Linked DNA regions of Triticum aestivum: region 1 is linked to region 2. Evidence: chromatin contacts called from public Hi-C data. All regions are on one chromosome and are shown on one strand. Each heading gives the region's core, a stretch centred on a gene start, on an enhancer-like site or on the middle of the called end of the contact. The rest is flanking DNA. Distances are from core to core; before and after follow the strand shown.

Evidence for each region. A called contact is a pair of places that touch in the nucleus more often than the background predicts.
Region 1: a Hi-C map of leaf shows a contact between it and region 2, with 4 times the contacts expected there. The contact joins the enhancer-like site here to the promoter of LOC123169781 in region 2. A contact is called at or near these places in 2 of 5 Hi-C or Micro-C datasets (both in leaf).

Annotation. Positions count from the first base shown.
Region 1 is chr7D:375,305,010-375,307,936 of IWGSC CS RefSeq v2.1, forward strand. No RefSeq gene overlaps it. Among protein-coding and RNA genes, the nearest start is that of LOC123169781, 330 kb to the left of the region's middle. Within about 2 kb of position 1,307, at least 1 of the 8 cell types and tissues checked has an H3K27ac peak or open chromatin away from gene starts, as enhancers often do. A contact at or near this core is called in leaf, where this site is marked.
Region 2 is chr7D:374,976,942-374,979,641 of IWGSC CS RefSeq v2.1, forward strand. It overlaps LOC123169781 (putative glycerol-3-phosphate transporter 1), which reads right to left and starts at 1,295. Exons shown (of 3, transcript XM_044587646.1): 1 at 1,080-1,295; 2 at 1-10.

The sequences.
Region 1 (2,927 bases), core at 57-2,556, 330 kb after region 2:
GGATGCCTTCGGATCACTGGCCGGGCGCCTGCTCCGAGCGGAATGCGACGTGCTCCAGGCGGAATACGTCCTGCTCGTCCTGCTCTGCCTGCATCCGGGCTGCCTCCTCCACCTGCATCCGTGTTGCAGACGCCCTTGCCTCCTCGTACTCCCTACATGTCGAGGGCAGCTCGGGCGCTGCCGGTGCCCGTGCTCATCCGCGCCCAAACAAGCTGCGGCGAGTCACATACGTCGACCGCCGGCATCTGCATGGGCTGAAAGCTCTCCAGAATGGCCCAGCCGGCCGTCGAATCCTCCTCTGTCCCAACGGGGTCGGACGGCGTAATTCGGATCAGCGCTCGGATGGAAAGGGTGCGGGGTCCGGGCGCGGCGGAGGAGACAGTTGCTCCACCATTTCGAACCTCCCTGCGATGCCGCCGCCACCTCCCTCTCTCGCTGTCAGCGTCGCCGCAACTTCCGGGCAATGTTCTCCGCCTTGCAAGTCAGAGCCAACGAAGGAACGCCGACTGACGAGGTGGGTCGCATCTCGTCTCGGAGGTCGGGGACGGGATGGACGACATCTCCTGCGGTGGATCGGGACCGGTGATGAGGATGGGGAGTAAGGGTGGAGGACAGCGAGGGTTCGGGCGCAGGAAAGGTTGGAGGGCAGCAGGAGGAGGAGGAAGGGTTTAGTGAATTTGATGCAGTTTGCGGTGGAATCGGGTCGTCGGGTCCGATGTGGCGGGTGTGCCAAGGCGCGACCATATCCACCTCATATTTGGGTTAGATATGAGGGATGCCAGTCAGCCCGAGCGTTTGAGACTCGTTTAAGAAGCTCGTCTGGGTCAAAGTTTCACGACCGGGACGGTGATAAGAGGGTCCACCCGAACAAATGAGGTGGGTTTAAAGCGCCCGGCCGTAGATGCTCTTACAGGAGTAATATGTTGTGGTGACGGTTGAGCTAGGATGCATCGGCGTCCAGCCCTAGCGTGTCGGGCACCCTTGGTGTGCTCAAAAGCCTCTTGCAAGCAAAGCTTTTTGTTCTTGGATACAACAAGCGATCGAGGTTACATGCATGCGGGCGGCCCGAGCCGGTGGTTTGGTGAGTGGCTGTACGGATGCGAGGGTCCGTGGCCACTCCTCTTGCGTTGGAGCTTTAGTGCGCTCCGCGCTGGAAAACCAAAACGAAACAAAACGACCAGTGAAACCTACGACCAGCCAAGAGCAACGTTGCTGCCACATGATACGGTGGGCGCCGCGTTGAGCACGTCGGCCGGCCATGACAAAGATAGTTGGTATGACGCTGCCCGAATGCCCTTTTTTGATGGGGTTCCTACATACATTCCCGCCGCTTTAAGCTTGTGGCCCATATCGTCGGCCACCGGTCGGCCGGGTTCGACGCCGACCACAAGCTGAAACTGCCATGTAAACGGCAAACAGAAAGCGGCGACCGAGTTGCCATCGTTCCGTTGGCGTGCAGCAGTTAGACGGTCTTTAGTTACGTCATGCCGCTCCTTTGAATTATCTATATCGTTTGTTTTGAAACTTTGAATTATCTATATCTATCTTACTTTGTTTTAGGAACATCTATATCTTTTCTTTTTGAGGGGTAGGAACATCTATATCTATCTCACATGCTCAGGCGGGCCATGCTTTGAGCTCCAACCAATATGGGTTGTTTTCGGAATGGGCTGGGCCACCTTCTCGTCACGCAGGAGACCACGACGCTCCGGCCTTTAGAGCATCTGCAGCAAATCCGATATCTTTGCCTTAAAAAAAAAGGCAAATCCGATATCTCAAACGTCCGTGGACGTGACCGGACGTGTCTGTAGATAGTGATCGGTCACGTCTCAAATTAGCTACCCCTAAATTTATAAAAGGCATGCAAAATAAATGCTGCGTACTACATCCTACGTACTATCCTAACTAATTTTCGTCGTCGGAGATATCCATAACGTCGGTGCCGGATGGACGGACATGTAGGAGGGCTCCGGCTCATTCTCCTCCTGCTCGACCTCATCCATGTAGGCGAGCATCTCCTTCTCCTCCGCGGCATGTTGCGCCTTCATCTCCTGCCAGCGGCGGCGTCTGGCCTCCACATCCGACTCCGAGCAAAGGGAATCAAGGATGGTCTGCTGCTCCGCGTGCAGATCCGCGTCCCAGCGTCCCCCACATTCTCCTCCAGCTACTCATCCGGATCCACTGCCTCCGGAGGTAGCCCCGCGGTGATTCGGGCTTCACGCCTTGCCCGGATCTGCTCAAGGAGTTGTAGCCGGCGCTCCGGCGTTAGAAATAGGTAGCCCCTTATCCACCGGTGTGGGGGCATGGCTACTAGTAGTGGCGGACGGAGAGTGGAAAGTGGCGGCGTCGGCGGATGGGCGGAGGAAAATATGAAGGGGTAGGGTTTCAGTGTCGGCGATCGGCTTAAATAACCGGGCTAGGCACTACGCGGCCGGCCGGAGCTGCACCAAGTGGTGACATCCGTCCGACGAAGGAGACAAGTTTCGGACCGCTTGATTTCCGGGGTAATGCTGCGTAGGACCCCGTCGTTAGTCCGGCGTGGCTGACGCGCCCGGGCGCCCCATATACGACTCATATTTGGGCACCATATGAGGGGTGCCGGTCACCCCGGGCGTTTGAGGTCCGTTTGAGACGCCCGTCTGGGTCAAAATTTTGTGACAGGTTAGTGATCGGGAGGCTCGCCCGGGGGTTTGAGTCGGGTTTGGGACGCCCGGCTGTAGATGCTATTAGGCACGGCCTAGTAGGCCATTTTGTAGGAAAGTTCCAGCACGAGCCAATTCGGTCCAGTTTGATGAGGGTGAGTCGAGGTTCACTGTAGGAGGTCCTATACGAAATCATTAATTGAGGAGTACGTCTTTCAAAGTTCACTTTCATCTCCCTAGGTTGTGACAAATGATGCGTTGCATATGCTCCATTTGTGGCAACCT
Region 2 (2,700 bases), core at 45-2,544:
TGATCACCACCTGAAAGCATCAAAGAGGATGTAAGACAAATGGGCAAATGGAGCGATTCTCTGTTAAAATTGATAACTGAAGTTATACATCTCTTAGTGGTTAGTAACATCCATAAGCAATCATGCTTTAAAAAACTAGAAATCACTGATCCAAACGCATCTTTGTAGAATTTTGGTTACCATGCAAATATGGGGAAAATGGATGCACCCAATAATTCAACACATTTTATAAAACTTTAAACTCCGTTAATCCCAACACAACTTTGTGCTATTTGGTTAACACGCAAACATGGTAAAAATCCACATGTCTAATGATCCAAAGCAATTTGGGAAACAAATTGATCAATATGTTGGCTAGCCCAGTTCAATGATCGCAAGTGCAAGTCATCCACTAGATCACCAAAAACGGAAACCCATCTTGCTCTTGTTCCGCACAATATGATCACGTCATCTGTGACCTAGATCATGGAGAGCACATGGTACAAAGGACTGATGATACACTATTCTTATCTCCAACACCACAAATCAGAATTCACCCCTATTATTGAGTGCAAATGCGTTCCTTAGCAATCAACCGACTTAGCCGTGACTCTAAAGTATCAAGTATCTACTTACCATACTATTAATCGGGGCAGGTAAAAAGAACCCCAAGTGGTGGATGTAGGAGGAGAAAGGCTGGTCTGGCCTGAATATCCCCGGATAAAATTTCAGGGTCTCCATCACAGGAACTAAACTTAGTATTGGATATTCGAAATCCAAAATATTACTTACTGTTTAAATGCTCTATCCACGGCTACCGAGCAGTACCACCAGCAGAACAAGCACCTAATTCAGGAAATAACGGGAGAGATTATCGTCTCTCTCTCCCCCATGAATCCTGAACGACTAAAAATCCTTACCAACTCCCTGCCCTCGGTCCAACCCAAACCTCCCCAAAACCCATCACCCCTCGCCGCCAAACCAACAGCCCGACGATCCAAACAAGCAAAGGGAACAAAGCTTACGGATTGGGCGTGCAGAATCAGTAAGGAAGAAGGAGGAGGGAGATGAAGAAACCGGGATTCGGGAGGAGAACACACCTCCGCGGCGGCGGTGGACTGCTCTGCCGATCTGCGACGAGCCGCGGCAGGTTGGATTGGGGGTTTAGTGTGAAAATGCGCACGCGCAGGCAGGACGGGAGGAGATGGCTGGGGAAGTTAGGAAGGAGGGCGTTTCTTTCCTCTCTTGCCGTCTGTTTTTTCTCGAGAGTTTGGGTGGCTCGAGGAGTTCGAGCGAGGCTGGCTTGCATTTATTCTGATGGCAGGCCAAGCTTGCAGAGGTATTTTACGGCGATGCCCTTGGACCATATTGCCCTTTCACTTTTATTTATTGTCTGGAGCAGACTGACGCCACAGGGTTCACAAGCACAAGCCAAAGTGGCAAACTGGCGATGGCAACCCTTTTACATGTCACGCTAAACGTCAACCACGAGACCGGTCATATATTGGGGAGGCTCTCAAGCCACATCAAACCCGTACTCAAAAGTGACGGCAACTCATACTCCTAGTAGTTCTTAATAACAAATTTACTGTAATGTTATTTGACGTTTGCTGGCCGTATCAAATCCTGGCAAAAGCCTCAAAGCCGTCAGATTTAGATCTGACAGTGGCAGTTTTTGCCCAGAACATCCCACAATTTAAACAAAATGCCATGACAGTTTTGAAAAAGCCACCCCCAGCCGGCCAGCCATGCAAATTGCCATCCGGGGGCCGCGCTTGCCATCATTCCTATTCCTAGAGAACGGTCGCCACGGATTGGAGTCCCAAATTTAAGTGACATCACAACCATGTCCTGCAGTCATAAAAATTGGAACCACTTTAGCACAAGACAATCAACCATAAGGTGGCACGACCCATATCTCATGATGTGCTTCGCACATTCCCTCAAATAAATAAAAATATCTGCTTCACACGTTCCCTCAAATAAATAAAAACATCTACTTCGCATGCAAACCCAAGGAAGAGGAGCACTAGTTTTGCACTCCTTGTAAAAAATGTTCTGAGTCGGTTGATCGGCTTCGTTTTACGCAGTTTGCTCGGGACAGTGACTCACTTTCCACATGGCCACACGGGTCACCCTCACCCCTCCCATCCTTCTCTGTTGCCTTCATCCTTATCGGTTGGAACCCAACGCATCTACAACCCCCCCTCAACCCACAACACACCTGATTCCCTTCAACCACACTAACACACCCCCCGCTACCGTACGTGCGCACAATCAGGGGGGAGGCAACTGCAGGTGTTGCAGATGACGATCTTGTGCTTTTGATGGTGGTGGTGGATGTTGTGTCGCCGGTGGCCTACGGCGGCCGCATGCTCAACCACGACGAGCACGTGCTACGACCACAACGAGCACATGCTGGGACCACGACGACTTTGAGCTACGACCATGGTTGTCGCGTACTACAATAGTGGGGCGCGAGGGATGTTGCGATGGGTGGTGCATACGACAGTCATGTGCTAGAACCGAGATAGCCGCATGCTGGGACCGGTGAGCGGCGATGCTGCGACTGCGTCCGCCACAGCTGGAACCGGTCGGCAGTGATGTTGTGACCACGGGCGCCGCGTGCTAGAACCGGTCGGCAGCGATGCTGTGACCATGGGAGCCGTGTGCTAGAACCGGGCGACAACGATGCGGTGACCATGGCTACCGCGTGCTGGA